Regions from separate parts of the Mus musculus genome. Here region 1 is linked to region 2. The links are chromatin contacts, called in public HiChIP or PLAC-seq maps. All regions are on one chromosome and are shown on one strand. Each heading gives the region's core, a stretch centred on a gene start, on an enhancer-like site or on the middle of the called end of the contact. The rest is flanking DNA. Distances are from core to core; before and after follow the strand shown. Region 1 has its middle 20 kb from the start of Vps4b. Region 2 holds the start of Zcchc2 (zinc finger, CCHC domain containing 2).

Evidence for each region. HiChIP or PLAC-seq counts read pairs in DNA pulled down with a chosen protein or histone mark.
Region 1: an H3K4me3 HiChIP or PLAC-seq map of bone marrow-derived macrophages shows a contact between it and region 2, with 3 times the contacts expected there. The contact joins the enhancer-like site here to the promoter of Zcchc2 in region 2. A contact is called at or near these places in 6 of 39 promoter capture datasets (the 3T3-L1 cell line, the C10 cell line, the HPC-7 cell line and 1 more), 5 of 115 datasets of contacts at active chromatin or transcription factors (astrocytes, bone marrow-derived macrophages, embryonic stem cells and 2 more) and 1 of 9 other capture datasets (adipose tissue).

What each region holds. Positions count from the first base shown.
Region 1 is chr1:106,813,677-106,819,102 of GRCm38.p6, reverse strand. No RefSeq gene overlaps it. Among named protein-coding and RNA genes, the nearest start is that of Vps4b, 20 kb to the right of the region's middle. Within about 2 kb of position 3,597, at least 39 of the 459 cell types and tissues checked have an H3K27ac peak or open chromatin away from gene starts, as enhancers often do. A contact at or near this core is called in the HPC-7 cell line and bone marrow-derived macrophages, where this site is marked.
Region 2 is chr1:105,987,717-105,992,964 of GRCm38.p6, reverse strand. It overlaps Zcchc2 (zinc finger, CCHC domain containing 2), which reads right to left and starts at 2,559. Exons shown (of 14, transcript NM_001122676.1): 1 at 1,258-2,559. The coding sequence starts at 2,175. Gm7160 (predicted gene 7160) reads left to right here and starts at 2,683. Exons shown (of 3, transcript NR_151625.1): 1 at 2,683-2,793; 2 at 3,862-3,946.

The sequences.
Region 1 (5,426 bases), core at 2,348-4,847, 830 kb before region 2:
TCTAATACCACCCAAAGTGCTATGGGCAAGACTTCCCAGCTTGTTTTCCACCTTGAATTTCTGCCCTGCTATTACTAACTCTGACAATTTTTTTATTTTTCTTTCCCTTTTGGTTTTTTGAGATAGTGTTCCTCTGTGTGGCTCTGGGTGTCCTAGACCTTATTTTGCAGATCAGGCTGGACTCAAACTTGGAGATCCACCTGCCTCTACATGCTAAATGATGGCGTTAAAGGCATATTCCACTATACCTCGACAATTTTCAAGGAACCACAACTTAATAGAAAGTTGTAGTTTTGGGGCTGGTGAGATGGCTCAGCGGTTAAGAGCACTGACTGCTCTTCCAAAGGTCCTGAGTTCAAATCCCAGCAACCACATGGTGGCTCACAACCATCCATAACAAAAATCTGATGCCCTCTTCTGGAGTATCTGAAGACAGCTAGAGTGTATACACATATAATAAATAAATAATCTTTAAAAAAAAAAAAGAAAGAAAGAAAATAAAGTTGTAGTTTCTAAATGTCGCCAGTAGATGTCACGAGTACCACACTTGTCTGAAACTGAAAGCAGCCAATTGGCACTGTTTGGACTATGAATTCTGTTTTGAACCAATTTGAGATTGTTCATTGACAGATAAGTGAGCGAAACTGAGAAAATGAAGGTAGTTCGTGGTGAATGAGAGAATGCATTTCTCTAAAGCTTATAGATGAACCCAATGTTGGGAAACTTTTCATAAGCTTGTAAGTCATGAGAGTGAAAATCAATATTTAAGAGATTTTACTTTTTTCTGTAATATTTTTTGAACAATAATTTTTAAAAATAATTTGGGCGCCTCCTTCTGATCTGCAGACACTAATGAATAAAATTACAAATTTTCCTGTTGCTATTATTTATAAAGGAGCTTCACCCTGTCATTTGTATAAAATATTTATAACAAGGGAAGACTTGGTAGTCAATATTTAATGCCCTAATATAGTTAATGGTCTCAATAGCAGTTACTGTTATGAAGTTAATTGTTCCCAGATTCTGGTTCTTTTGGGAACCGTCTTGAAATATTTAGGTCATAGATTTGTTTCCTTTGATAACTTGTTATTACTTAGAGTTCTTGCCCTGCTGTTCTTATAACAAACTGGGGGGACTTGGCACAGAGACTCCCTCATGGGGTATGGTGGTGAGAGAGTCAGATATATCAGGGGTTGTGGGTGGGCATCGGGATAGAGAAGAGGTTATGTGCCCTCAGAGAGTGTTTGGCCAAGTTGATGTCTTGACAGCAGACTTCCACCCTCCAGGGCTCTAAGAGAATGTCTCTTCCGTTTGCAGCAGTCCTGGGATACTGAACTGTTTGTCCCCTTGACTAAGGAAGGGAAGTTTAGAAAAGCAGAAATCAAGCATTCATGACACTTCTCTTTTAAGCATTAGTGCACTTGACCAAGTATCTATCTATCTATCTATCTATCTATCCATCTATCTATCAGTTCTTTTGAGTCTGCAGAGATGGCTCAGTGATTAAGAGCACCGGCTGCTCTTCCAGATAACCAGAGTTTAATTCTCAGCACCCACATATGGCTCACAGTCTTTAAGTCCAGCTTCAGGGATCTGCCACAGTCCTCGGCCATCTGTAGGCACTGCTTGCTTGTAATGCAGACATAACATGGAAGCAGAACACACACACACACACACAAAAGGAAAATAAAAGTTATTTTAAGTTATTTTCAACCAATCACAGACCTATTTCAAAATAACAGCGTTAGGAAACTTACAAAGCCACTACAACTTCATTTATCTCCACATGCACAAGTGAGTTCTTCTAGGATCGATAAAGCAACAGAGATGAGTACGGCCCCACCCTCTATGCCAGATGCAAGTCTGCATGGAGCGGACGGAGAGATGGGTCTCACACTCATGACAAGCTGCTCCCAGTGGCTTCTTGTACTCCTGCCTGCTGCGCACAGCAGCTTCTGCTATTGTGGAGGAAAACAGACCGAGCACGGACCTCTATTCTCACACTCACTGTCCAGCGCACCACTCTGGCTTTTCTTCTCCCTGTGAACCTTAGCAAGGGTGTTCCCAGCAGAGATGAACTTCTGAACTGAGTGAAGGGGGACAAAACAAAAGCAACACTAACATCCTTGAAAGGTCTTCAGGGAGAATCTGCACACGCCCTGCACCTGCACTCCGCGAGCTGAGTCCCTGAGCCCCAGGGCTCATGAGAGCCTCTGAAACTACAGATGCATCCCATCCCACCACACCCGGCTGTTGTTTAGCCTCTCGTGTCTATGTTTTCCTTACCACGCTACCTATCTCTAAAATGGCTTGGTATTTTAAATCGGTCCCTCAAAGCCAAACGTAATTACGGTACTCGAGACCATTGTGCATGGTGGAGATGTGTTTTGGCGTTTATGCTTGACTCCTGGGGAACAGAATAGGAATGAAAGTCTTGGTGATTTCGAAGTGAGACCCAAGGACAGTCTCACTTCAGTGCTTTCAAATTTACTCTTATCTTAAAACAAGATCAGTGATTCCTGCTTTATAAGGTTGCTGCAAAGATGAGAGGCAGTTGGTTGGGTTTGTGGCTGTAATGGATGCTCAGTGAATGGGGGTGGGGACGTTCCACCATTACTTTTACCTCTTTGAAACACTTAATAGCAAGAAATAGCATTTTGTTCCTAACAGAAAAATGAAAACAACTTTACAGCTATGGGCCTAGGGCAGTGATTCTCAACCTTCCTAATGTTGTGACCCTTTAATACCGTCCCTCTGGTTGTGGGGACCCCCACCCATCATATCATTTCATTAGTGCTTCGTAACTGTAATGTTCCTACTGCTACGGATCGTCATGTAAAATTCTGATATGCATGCTGCCTGCTATGAGAACCCCTGGGGGGTCGGGACCCACAGGCTGAGAACCAGCACATCAGTGTGTCTACCACAGCATAGAACCTTCTCTGATAGAGACTGTTGAGCATAAAAGTTTAGGGAGACTTACTCCTGGCCTCTGTTGGAAGAGCTTTGTACTGGCTAGTTTTGTGTCAACTTGACCCATCTGGAGTTATCACAGAGAAAGGAGCTTCAGTTGAGGAAATGCCTCCATGAGATACAACTGTAAGGCATTTTCTCAATTAGTGATCAAGGGGGAAAGGCCCCTGTGGGTGGGACCATCTCTGGGCTGGTAGTCTTGGGTCTATAAGAGAGCAGGCTGAGCAAGCCAGGGGAAGCAAGCCAGTAATGAACATCCCTCCATGGCCTCTGCATCAGCTCCTGCTTCCTGACCTGCTTGAGTTCCAGTCCTGACTTCCTTGGTGATGAACAGCAGTATGGAAGTGTAAGCCGAATAAACCCTTTCCTCCCCAACTTGCTTCTTGGTCATGATGTTTGTGCAGGAATAGAAACCCTGACTAAGACAAGCTTTATTTTACTCAGGTACATGGAACGATGCCTTTGTGGTGTATTGCAGTTAGACCTTGCAGTTATTTCCGACATGTAACACCCATGGGTCCCACGGGTCTTTAGGTCAGTTCCCACAGGCTCTGAGCTAGAGCTATGCTGCTGACTGAATGGGGCTTCTTCAGCTCAGGACTTTCTTCTGTCATAGTTTAGGTTCCTCTTTGTCATCGTGATCCCTGCAGAGCAGGGTCTTAATGCTCTGGGCTTCTGCATTTTTACCGCACTGTGGATTCTGTTGGATGTTTCCTCTTTCTTTTAGTAAAACAGAATAGCACGCATGTGTGTGCCATCTCTTGGTCTCCCAGTTAACAGCACAATTCTCTGAAAATTGTAAAGCTTCCATATTTTGCCAGCGGGGTTTGCTTCTGGGGCTGACTTCTAGCTAAGTGATTTACCCCTCATCAAGCACAGTTCACTCGCTGGTTTGGGAACTAGAATTTCCTGTTGACACTTGCAAGTGGGTGAACCTTTCTAAGAATCTTGTCTTATCACTTTCCCTAAAACCTCCATATCCACGCACTAGTCCTGTTCTCAGAGTTCGTAACCCATTCCTATTGAAAGAAGCCAGCATTGTGCAATAGTGTGTGACAAGAGTGAGCAGTGGTCCAGTGACTCGTGCAGGGATGGGCTGGCTACTCAGAGGAACCAAATCCTGAGCTGCCTTCTCAACAGGAGGGAAGATTCTGCTCTTGCTGAGGCCAAAAGAAAACTGAGTTTTCACATTGCAGCTGAGTTTCGAGGTGGTGTGTCCTTCCAAGCAGACCCCTTCTAATGCTCTAAGAAAGGCTTTGAGCTGTCTAACTGAAGTCTGGATTCAAACCTAGAACTTGAGAATTCTAAGCCTAGAGATAGCCATGTCCTCCACTCCACAGTGAGCAGGCATAGCATATAAAATCACATCACCATTATTTCTAAGATGTAATTGTATTATAATGCCCATGGGTTACATGATCTGTGTACAATGCCCCTCTTTTTTGTTTGAGAAATTTAGAAGGAGCTTGGAGGGTTACATGGCTCTCACGTAATAATCAACCCAGTATACATCTCTTGATTGACATGTTGGCTGCTTGGATCAATTACATGATACTTTACACTCTGTGGTCTTTGAAGAGATCTGGCTTATGAATAAGCTAATGTCTCCATGCCCCTCCAAAGTATATCTCTTGACCTAGATCTGCCATTTTGGGAGCTCTTATGATATCCATTTTCTAGTGTTTCTTACTTGTTCCTGGCACAGAAAAACTGCTTTGTGCTGGGGTAGTTCTTCCCTTAGTAGGGATAGTATACTTTCTCCTTTAAGAGGCAACTTGAACCTTTTGCTTCTAAAAAGCCCCACCATTTAAAAGATAGGCCCACAAACATGAGAACTGAGCACTGCTGTGCTTTTATGCCTTTGTGAATAATGTGGCCTGGCTGTGTGTTTAATAACTATGGATGCCTTGTCAGAGTAATATATAGAAAAAGTTTGTGGTTAACTCTAGAAGCCTGTGTGTGTGTGTGTGTGTGTGTGTGTGTGTGTGTGTGTCTTTGTGTATGTCTGTGTGTGTCTGTGTGTCTGTGTGTGTCTGTGTGTGTATGTGTGTCTGTGTGTGTGTGTGTGTGTGTCTGTGTGTGTGTGTCTGTCTGTGTGTGTATGTCTCTGTGTGTGTGTGAGTGTCTGTGTGTGTGTGTCTGTGTGTGTGTCTGTGTGTGTGTGTGTGTCTGTGTGTGTTACATGTGAATGAACAGGAGCATGGGATCATGATATAGAGACCAGAAGTCAATACCAGGTGACTTCTCTATTGTTTTCCATGTTTCTGAGAGTCTTTCTCTGAACCTGAAGCTTGCCAACTCAGCAAGAGTAGCTGACCAGGAAACTCAAGGGACCCTCCTGTCTGCATCCTCAGCACACAGAACCACACCTAGAGTTTTATGTCACCATTAGGGATCTAAATTCAAGTAAGCACATTATTGGCCAAGCCATCTCCCTGGCCCCCATGTAATTT
Region 2 (5,248 bases), core at 1,310-3,809:
TACACTCATCAAGAAAACGCAAGGTATTAGTCTTATTACATCTGGATTTTGTTAAGATTTATAAGATAAAACATGAAATTGTGATTTCACAAATGCCTCACGGGGAAAAAAAAAGAAAGAAGTACTCAGCCTACATTATCTCTAAGGCAGGCCCTTTGAGACCTATCCTAAATGCCCAGGGTTCTTTGGTAATGAGTCTATACAATCATTAGTGAAACATAATGCTCAATTTTAGTTCTACCATATTGAATGACTGCTGATACATGTTAACTTTCAAGCGCGGAGGGAGGGAACACCTCCCCCCCTTAAAGTGGAAAAGCATGGCGTCCAAATCAGATCTGATCCACAAAAATAAGGTCTTAATCTACAGTTTTTACTGCAGTTGAAACATATCCCCATTAAATCGCCATTCTTAAGTGGTTTATTGGGCCTAATTAAATTACTTTCAAGACTGTAAAAATTCTTTAAAGTTTTCGATAAGTGGATTCCTATGTACTAAATGTGTTTTAATAACTCTTTCAGACAACGTTAATGCCTAAAGACCTAAGAGATCACCAGACCCCAAATCTGAAGTAGAAATCAAGCCCCTTAGGAAAGCTTGTTTGGTAGTCTGTTAAAGGTTTAGCCAGGCCATCCCAAGTCTTTACCTAGATGACCGATTTTTGTACTTAGGTCAGCCAATTCATAGGTCTCCACAGAATACCCACCGGAACACACACACACACTCCCAGTGAATACAAAGTTCTCCGACTAAAAGCCAAAAGACCTATTCAAAACCTTAATTAGCACACACTAAGTATAAAAAGTTCCTTATGCCACAGTAACCTGGCAGTGCCAAGGGGTAAGGCGGTTTTTAAACAGGCTGAGACTAGGAAACAGCCCACCCAGGGCTAAACGGACGGTGGTTGACAGCCCCAAGCGCTTGGCTTTTCCCCTTGCACCTAGCACCCAAATACTCGAGCCCAAAATGTCCCACGAGCCTCCTAATTCTGAGGTCTAGGGTCAGGGAGCTCCAGTCTTCCGTGATAACTCGTGCACATCAGAAGAGAATTCTAGAGCATTCTGTTATGGCGGGTGGCTCAATGTGCATGTGGGTGACTGGAAATGAGCCACCCAAGAAAATGACGATGACTACCCATGGCTGAGAGCCGCGGAGTGGTTATTCCGAGACACCTGCATGAGGCTGGGGTCAGAGCTGGATTCTGAGGCCCGCCGAGGCGGAGGCCGGAGCTGCGACTGCACTTCTTCGCACCTTACCTGGGCCCTGGAGCCCGCAAAGTTGCTGGGCTCCACCTCCGCGTCCTCCGGCTCCACCCGGAGTGCGCTGCGGAGCCTCTCCAGGTGCTCCCTCAGGGTGACCCGCTGGTGGAAGGAGAAAGCCGGGTGCAGCGAAGCCATGGTGAACAGCAGCAGCAGTTCCTCTTGGGCCCTGAAGCCGAGCCCGCCTCCAGTCCCGAGCTTGGCGCAGCCACTGCCTTCCGGGCCGGGGCCGTCCTTCTCCGCGTCCTGCTCGCCATCGCCACTCGGCTCGTCCTCCACGCTGCCCCGCGAGCCCTCGGCTCGAGTCGCGCGCAGGCTTCTGAGCACCGCGTCCACCTGGGGCAGGAGGCGGTGCAGGCGGCCAGCGGCCTCTCTGTTCTCCGAGCCCAGCAGCGCTAGGTATACGATGAGGCGCGAGCGCACGGCGGGCTCTCGGAAATCGGCCAGCGACCCTGGGTCCGAGAGGCCGTTGGCCTTCGCCTCCGAGTCGCGCAGGTAGTGGTAGTCCTTGCGCGCCAAGTCCTCCAGGCACGAGCCGAGAAAGCGCAGCTCCAGCGGGTTGCACAGGTCCAGCAGCCCGCACATGAACTCAAGGCGCTGCGCCGAGCCCAGCACCAGCCCGAACCACTCATACACCCGCTCCTGTTCGCGCAGCGCCGCCGCGTGCCCGCCGCCGCCCGGCATGCCCGCGCCCGCCGTCGGCCCGCTAGCAACAGGCGGCTCGAGCCCCCGGGGCGGCGACGGCGGCGGCGGGGGTCCCCGCGGCAGGCCCGTGGGCGGCGGCGGCGGGCGGCAGTCGCGGCGGCGGCGCAGCGGAGCCTTTGCGCCCGGCCGCGCGTCCGCCTCGGGCTCCTCCGCGTCGGGCGGCGGCTCGCTGGGGTGCGTCGACTTCGGTGGCAGCTTCATCCTCAGCATCCTCAGCTAAGGCGGTGCGGACATGCGAGCGAGGGAGCGGGGGCGGCGGGAGGAGCCGAGCGCCCGGGCGGCGGCACGGCCGTCAAGAACGTTGCCCCTCCATGCCGCCGGGGCGGGCCGGGGGCGGGTCTCGCCGACCGGGGACGGGGGGCGGTGGCCGGCCGGCAGCTTCGTCCCGGCGGGAGGCGGGGCGTGACCGCGACGGCTCCTCCCCTGGGCTCTGTGCCCGCTGGGGAGTCCGGTGCGGGAGGAGCAAGTCGACGAGCGCGTCCTCCTTCCGCCTTTCCGCGTCCGCACGGGGCTGGCGGTGACGGCCTGAGCCGTTCCCTCTCGAGCCGGCGCTGGCAGAGCGGCTTGGCGAGGAGGAGGAGGAGCAGCGGGGCTGGGCGGAGACGCTGGCGGGCTCCGCGCACCGCACTCCAGCCAATCAACGTTTAGATCTGGCGTGACGCGAGCTTCTCGTTTGCCCCCCCCTCCCCGCCGGGAGCCGCCCTCTCTGAGAAGCCACGCCCACCTCCTGCTATGCTGCAAGGCTCTGGCACATCCCGCGCGGTCCTAATGCTTGATGGGTTCCAGCAGACTGAGGACGTGGGTTTGGGACTTTCGGACCACGGCGAGGTGAGCTTGGCCCGGAGCGGCAGAAGTGGGCGAGGTTCGCGTGGGAGGAGGGACATCGACTTAGTTTTTCTTGAGAGATCTGACCGTGCCGTGGCTGCAGACCATCTTCGCGTCAGCCACCGCCCTGGATCACGCCAAGTGGGTTCCCAGCCCCTGCCGCCTCGTGAACTCCGCCAAAGTCAGCCACGGGAGATTACCATATTCTAAAACTTCACCTGGACCGTTGGTGTGAACGCTGGGACGAAGATCCAGGAGTTAGGTCGGGATGTAGAGTGGTTTTGGGCGGCGAGCGCCCTTGCTCAGGCTGGCTGCAAGGTGCTGCTTTGGGCCGGGTATCCGGCTGAGGGGACCCTGTTGCTGGGGGTGCTTGGCCTAATGGTTGCATCTGGCTTGCAAGGTTAAGTTTAAGGACGCCCTCCTGCCCCAAATCTATGGTTTGCGCAATCACTTATTGCCTACGTTTTAGTTCCTATCCGTGAACATTTGGAATTCTTGAGCTGGTGTGAATTTCCTGTAACTCTTTTAAACAATTTAATAAGTTACTGTCTTGTCAGGGTTTTAAGTTTTTAAGCGATATTACATTTTTAAGTTTTGTAGACACCGCCCTCCCTATGACTCTTTCAGTGATATGTATAGCCCAACCATAAAAATCAATTTAAAAACCAAACCAACCCAAGGGGCCATGATTGCTCTCAGAGCCATCAGGACCATCCTGTCTCATTTGTGCTGGAGCCTGACTGCCGGTCAAGAGTTCTTGGCATGCTGTTTGTCAGTCCATGATTGTAAATAAATATAAATCTTGTGCCCAGGGGCGGGGGAAACAGGATTATTATTATTATTATTATTATTATTATTATTATTATTATTTGAGGGTCCATAATAGTAGTTTCTTTGTGTGTTTGCTTTTTAAAATTTCCGACAGTTTTAAATAAAGAACTTATACCACATAACCAAAGTAGGAGCGTGAGAAAATTAAAAGCCACACTAACCCTCGTTGAGAGTGTTGGGACATCTACAGAGTGTATAGAATCGCCTTTATCTCACAAACTCTGCGGCTTTATCATTTAGGATAAGACTGAATTGAACCCTAAATCAGCTTCCGTGATAAAACCGAGAGATGGAGAATTACTCAGCACATTTTATATTGATAAAAGTAAGTGAAAGCTATTCTGACATGTAGTTTTCTCTTTCGTGTGCTTCTTGGGTATAGCTTAAACGAAGTAAGCCTCAGCTACTATCCTCGAGTCTACTGTTCCTGCCTGATCACTTAGGCACATTTCTGAAGCTTAGGATGAAATGTTTTAAGCAGAATAGTGAGGAGCCCCCCCCCCCGTCCCCTCCCCTACCACATTCCCAACTTTACTTCCATGCCTTATGTAATGAGCAAATACTCTACTTCCAAATTGATTTTTATATGTGATCCCGACTATGGATTTTTAATCTTTAATTTTCTATTGCATCAGTTATTTAATCTAGACTCACAGCACCCAGTCCACATTTTCATCAGAATTAAATTTGCAACTGTTAATAATGATTTTTGTCTCTCTAGCTTGGCTAGCATTAGAAAACACAGTTGATAGTAACACTTATAAATAACATGTACTATACCTTAATTCAGGTTATCCTCCACCAGCTTCATGGTTTGTCCCCACAGGGTGTTGTTTCAGGGCCCTCTCTCTACTCTGCAAATCACACACACACACACACACACACATGTCTAAGTGGTTTTTTCCACCCTGTGATTAGTGACAGAACACAGGGAGCAAGGGTGAAGGATGGCTGCTGCAGCGCTCACTCTCAAGGGAGAGAGCCCAGGGCAACATGGGAGTGTTTAACTCTGGAGAACTACCCTCATGATTCTGATGACTCTTCAGAAATATGATCTGCCTCGTTGCAAAAACATGCTCTAAATTTTATGTTCCATGTGTAATCAAATCACATGGGCTATAGGAGTGTCGAGTGTGGGGTTTGTATCCAAATTTTTCATACTGGGATTGTGATGGCTAAACTTGTTTGTCAGAGACTTGCTTCTGGGCCAGTTGTGAGAATAATTCTTACAAGAACTGATGGAGGGGGAAGACCCTCCTTTATGTTATGATGGTACCCCTCTAGGGAGGGCAGCATCTGCCAGCAAGGAGGCCAGATTAGAAGTGATCGGAGGGAAAGCTGCTGTTCTTACCTGCCTGCCTTGCCCCGACCCCTTTCTTCCACTGCCTCCTTTCCTGATGCCTTAGTCCAGTTTTACCCTTCTAATTACTGGAGATCAGCAGCTGGACCATGGAGACATTTTTAGCTCTGTGGACTGAGAAGCTACTAGGTTCTCAGCCTCTCTAGCATGTAGACAACTGTTGTTGAACTACCTATCCCATACGGTATAAGCCAATCTAATAACTTTTCTTGTAAGATATTCATTTGGTTCTGTTCCTCTGGGGAACCCCGGCTAATAGAGTTAGCT